Linked DNA regions of Sus scrofa: region 2 is linked to region 1. A link is a contact called in public HiChIP or PLAC-seq data. All regions are on one chromosome and are shown on one strand. The core of a region is the stretch at or near the end of the contact, and the rest is flanking DNA. Distances in the headings are between cores, read along the strand shown. Region 1 overlaps LOC106505250 (a long non-coding RNA gene). Region 2 overlaps LOC106505250 (a long non-coding RNA gene).

Evidence for each region. HiChIP or PLAC-seq counts read pairs in DNA pulled down with a chosen protein or histone mark.
Region 2: an H3K27ac HiChIP or PLAC-seq map of alveolar macrophages shows a contact between it and region 1. The contact joins two enhancer-like sites. A contact is called at or near these places in 2 of 47 Hi-C or Micro-C datasets (blood and skeletal muscle) and 1 of 2 datasets of contacts at active chromatin or transcription factors (alveolar macrophages).

The regions. Positions count from the first base shown.
Region 1 is chr11:6,837,724-6,840,423 of Sscrofa11.1, forward strand. The region is part of intron 4 of LOC106505250 (a long non-coding RNA gene); the gene reads right to left. Among named protein-coding and RNA genes, the nearest start is that of UBL3, 75 kb to the left of the region's middle. Within about 2 kb of position 1,433, at least 6 of the 83 cell types and tissues checked have an H3K27ac peak or open chromatin away from gene starts, as enhancers often do. A contact at or near this core is called in alveolar macrophages, where this site is marked.
Region 2 is chr11:6,930,879-6,933,578 of Sscrofa11.1, forward strand. All of the region lies in intron 2 of LOC106505250 (a long non-coding RNA gene), which reads right to left. Among named protein-coding and RNA genes, the nearest start is that of KATNAL1, 130 kb to the right of the region's middle. Within about 2 kb of position 1,378, at least 34 of the 83 cell types and tissues checked have an H3K27ac peak or open chromatin away from gene starts, as enhancers often do. A contact at or near this core is called in alveolar macrophages, where this site is marked.

The DNA.
Region 1 (2,700 bases), core at 183-2,682:
GGACAGGGCTGGACGCGTCCACAGGGAGAGGCGTCAGAGCCTCATGCCTGCCTTACATAAATATTGTAAAGACTGATATGATATGTTGGCAAGCTGTTCTGCATTCCCGAGAGCGAGAAAGTTACAAGGATGGGATTTTATTATTCATAACGGCAAGTGCTTACTGCTGGAGAACGCAGATGCAAACTGCCTGAGGGTTGTAATTCCACTCTGCTCCTTCTGTGCTGGGGACCTGCAGCTTAGATTTGAAAAGCCCGTTCTTTCATCACCAACAACTCCAAGACATCCGAGGAGAATGCAGAGAAAGTTCGATAACTGCAGTTCTATTGGCCTGGTGAGATTTGCTGGAATGGTACAGTTCAGCCAGTGAGGAAGCAATCAGACCGACCGTGGACCAGGACTCCAGGGAGTAGGGATTCTCTCTGAGCAAGACACGGCTCAGCCCCAAAATCAATAGCAGGAGAAAACAAGATCAAACCAGGTTCTGGTTTCAACACCGTGGGGAAATAACTGGGAGAAGGAAATTTTATTAAGACTGTTCGCCAACCCTACCCATTCCTCTGCAGCATGTCTGCTGTAAACATCCCAGGCCATTTTGCAGAGCAGAGGCCATCACAGGGCAGACGGATCTTGCACTGAATAGACATCTTGTTAGAAACAGGATGTGTGACATGCGACGGATTTTCTTGAGGAAGAGTGTGAGAGGGCAGCCCCAATGTGCACCCTCCAGACAGGTCCAGGGCTCACTGGGCTCCATCTTCCAGGGTGGAGAAGGAACTAGACTCTCACTCGCAGTGGAAGAGGCTCCCAGCAGAAGAGAGGAAGAACAGTCATAAGTGACTTGGAGAAATGTTGCAAGGCGGAGATTTTTGTTTCTACATATTGTGCTTAAGTTGACCACAAACCAAGGACTGCAGCTATTCAGGGCTAATCCCAGAGCAAGAAAAAAAAAAAAAAATGCTTTTTGTCTTTCTCTCCGTCTCCCTCTCAACAGCCTCCGACAGCTGCGAGCCCTTCCTCGTGCCCTGACACTGTCCTGCCAAGCTCTAAAAACGGTCAGAGGTGCATCACATTTAAGGTGGTACAATTCAGCAAGTCCTTATTTTTCTTTATTTTATTGAGTAACGGTTCCAGGCCCAATGCTTTCCTGAGCACTGTGAGGTTAGAAAAGAAAACTACAGAGTTCCCGTCGTGGCTCAGTGGAAACAAACCTGACCAGGAACCCTGAGGTTTCGGGTTCCTTCCCTGGCCTCACCCAGTGGGTTAAGGATCTGGCATTGCCATGAGCTGTGGTGAAGGTCGCAGACATGGCTGAAACCTGGTGTTGCTATGGCTCTGGCGTAGGCCGGCAGCTGTAGCTCCAGTTAGACCCCTAGCTTTGGGAACCTCCATATGCTGTGGGTGTGGCCCTAAATAGCAAGCAAGCAAGCAGGAAGGAAGGAAGGAAGGAAGGAAAGAAAAAGAGGAAGGAAGGAAAGAAAAATACTCTTTGCCCTGTCCTTACAGATTTGCGCACATGTGAAGATATTAGAAATGACTGGAGTTCTGCTGTGGCACAACAGGATGGGTGGTGTTTGGGGAGTGCTGGGACGCAGGTTCAAGCCTTGGCCCAGCACAGTGGGCTAAGGATCTGAGGTGGCCACAGCTGCGGCTGGGTCTGATCCCTGGCCTGGGAGCTCCATATGCCACTGTGGGGTGACCAAAAAAGAAAAAGAAAAAAAAAAATGTATTAGAGACTATGTCACAGATAATCTGGGGCCGAAATTCATGGGACACTGCGTAAGTGCTGTTCTCCAGCCTTGAAAGACACCCTGAGACTGACAAGGCTCCCTCTGCCACCCCCCCCCACCCCCCCTTATCAAGGTCCCAGGCATCCCACGGCTCACGCAACTGAAGGGAAGGTCAAACCTCTGTCCTTAATACCTGAATTTGAAATAGGAAGTGTGTACACAGCCTGCATCTGAGTGGAGCCTGAAAGAGAGTAAAAGGAAGGTGGTTTGGGAGCAGAGAAAGCCCCGAATCTGTTCAAACCCTATCACCCTTGAAAGTCTTTTTTTAGGTCAAGAGGCAGAAGCTCTAAAATGCTAGGTCAAGAAACTGGGAATAGCTTCCCCCCTACCTCCGGCAAAGCTGCATGGAGACATGCTAAGGTGACAAGCACTCACCCAGGACTGGGCGAAACAGGCGAAACAGGCGGTGTAGCCTAGTCAACAAGGGATGTGATAACCTGCCTCCCGCTGTTTACGCCTTTTTATTCCGCTGCACCTGCCCCTCCCAGCAGCCCTTGCTGCTCTGCTGAGCCTACCCCAACCTGACCTCTAGGAAGCTGACTGCCCTGCCAGGTCCTGGACATTGCTCCAGGTCACAGAGCAGGGCCCTTCAGTCCTATAAAAACAAAGCTACCAAACCCACGTAGGCACGAAAATCAAAGCATGCAAACACAGCACTGAGAAGGTGAGAAAGACCCAGCGCTGACCAAGATCTGGCGGGTCTGAATGGACCACACACAGTGCGGGAGTCAGCTCCTGCGCCAAGATTTTAAGAGGCTTTAACGAGCTCCGCAGGAGCTGCCCTGAAGGGCTTCTGTGGCCCGGAGGAAGAATGTGTTATGCATCCCCAGATGCTGTCCCTCTCACCTCACAAATGCACGGTCCCTGCTCTCCAGGGACGGATGATGGGACGTGATGGACAGACGGGGCA
Region 2 (2,700 bases), core at 128-2,627, 93 kb after region 1:
AACGAACAAACAAAACTCTGACTTTTCTATTAACGTCACAGCCGTCAGTGTCTCATTGATTGAAGAGAGCCAACTTCAAAAGAGACTGAATTGTTTTTTCATTCTAAGCCAATCTAGAGCCTGGGCTGTGTCTGCAGACATTTTGTCTCGTCCCTGCCTCTGCCCGGGGCTCCACCTAGCGTCCGACAGCCGGTACTACACCCTCTATCCCACTTCTTAAAGCTGCCTTTTCTCACAATGAGCTGGTTTCATAGAAAATCATGAGACTTGATGGAGGGAAAAAAATGGCCTCTGTGACAGACATTTTTCAAAAGTGGTTGAGCAATAAAGACTTCCCATTTATTGGATTTCACACATGATTTCGCTTGAGCCAAACCAAAGACTCGTGACTCTTAAAAACAAGGAAGAGGCAAGAGAGTACCGAGTATTTGGGCAATTTTCTCACGGCCTTCTTGTTTTGGGGAACCATGCCTGTGTGGACACATAAAAAGGTGACTGATTTGCATATGCACATACGGAGTTTGCAGGGCCAGGCCTCGTACAGCAAAGACTTATTTAAGTCCCTGTAATGGGCTGAATTGTGCCCCAAATTCAAATAAATCCTAGCCCCCTGTGTCTCAGAAGGTCACCATTTTGGAGATGAGACAATTAAGTGAAAAGGAAGTCTTTAAGGTAGACCCTAGTCAAATCTGACTGGTGTCCTTATGAGAAGAGGAAATTTAGACACAGACTATGCAGGTAGGGGGACGGGGGGCGGTGGTAGTGGGGAGACCCTATGAGGATGAGAAGGCAGTCACCCACCAGGCAAAGGGGAGAGGCCTCAGAAGAAACTAACCTGCCAGCGCTTTGATCTTGAACTTCCAGACTCCAGAGCTGTGAGACAATATGTTTCTCTTGTTTAAGCACACACACACACACACACAGAGCCCCGTCTGCAGTGTTTTGTTATGTGGCCACAGCAAACTACAGCCCCTACATTTTTTCCTCCCACAAGCTGGGCAAACAACACCAGAGGAAACCGGCCCCATTGCTGGTAAGAGTGACCTATGCCAGCTTCGTGTCTCTGCGTTTTCTACATAATGAGTTCTGAACCCGGAAAGGTTGGGCAGTAGCTTTGGCAACTTCCTTTGTCCACTCCTCCCTCCTATCAGTAGGGAACGTGGTAAGACTTAAGCCTCTCCCGGAAGTGGCTTCCTGGTGGGGGTTTAGGAGAATCCAGACCCTCCCTCAGCGGGCAGTTGGGGGTCAGATAGGCCTCTGCCACAGCTGGGTGAGCAAGCTTGGCAAGTTTACTGCGCCTCTCTGAGCCCCGATCTTGTCCGCTGTAAAGTGAGGGTGATGGGGTTGCCTGGAAACTGAGGTTCAGCAGGGCATCTGGCTCGGACCTGCTCAGGACACACCCACCAGCCACACCTGAGCCGAAGGTGCACACCAGCATCCCCAGACTTGCCTGCGGAACCCCGACTTCGCCCCTCTTCTTGGAGAGGTGGGGAGAGGGGCTGGTTAGGCGGGAGCAGGCATTTAGGCCCCCCCCCGCCCCCCGCAGTGCCCCGTGGACGCCCGGCATAAAAGCCAACTTCAGAAAATTGCTTCCGGTGACCTTGGCTTTCAAGAGATCTCCTAGGAGGACAGAGGCCTTTGGCTGGACATTTAGGGACGTCACTTTTGAAGGCACAGAAGCAGGATGGCTGCAGCGGGTGCGGGAGGAAAGGGCACCGCCGCCAGGAGCCCGACTCCCGGGAACCGCAGCGCCGACTCAGTCCTTTCCCGCTGCGATCAATCTCTGGCCGGGCCGTTTCCGCCGCCCGCGGCTCCGGCCCCGCGGCCGCGCGGCGCATTAGTGACTCTGTGACCCGTTCGCCCAGCGCCCTGCCCGCGGCTGCCCGCCCCGCTGCGGCGGCTGCCGGGCGGGACAGGGACAGCCGGCCTGGTCCCCGCAGCCCGAGTCCCCTCTTAAAGCGGCCCGTGCGCTCCGTGCGGATGCCCCGGGCCCCCCGCCCGGTCCCCCGTCGGGGACCCCGGCTCCCCCTGGCGGACGCCAGCTCCCTCGAGTTCCCAGCCGTTTCAGATGTTCAATTTCAGTCATCTGGGGGTGCTTTTCCAGCGCGCTCGCGCAAACACACAGACACACAGACACACAGACACACAGACACACACAGACACACACACACACACACACACACACACACACACACACACACTCTCTCTCTCTCTCTCTCTCTCTCTCTCTCTCTCTCTCTCCAGGTGAGGGATTTCCGGCTGGGTGCATCAGAGATCTCGGCGGCAAGATGCACACAGGCTAAGGAGCCAAAGAACAGAAATGCAGTAAAAATGTAAAAATGGGGTAGGCCCAGCAAAGTGTCCAGAATGCTCCCTGACTGAACGCTCTGTACCAGCCTCAGAACACTCAGTGCTCCGTCTGGACTCTTCAGCCCGGGAAACAGAGGCGTTGCATTTCTGTCCTGCAAGCGCCGTATATTTGGCAGGAGGGAATGCCTTTCAGAGGCACCTTGTTTTCTTAAATATACCGAATGTATAATACGAACTCTCAGAGGCTTCTGTTTCTTAAATATACCGAATGTATAATACGAACTCTCAGAGGCTTCTGTCTGAAAAGGGAACACATCCTACAGGCTCCATGAAGAAGCATGTTCAGATAAAGCACCATAAACTTTAGTCTATGGTTTGATGGAAACAGAA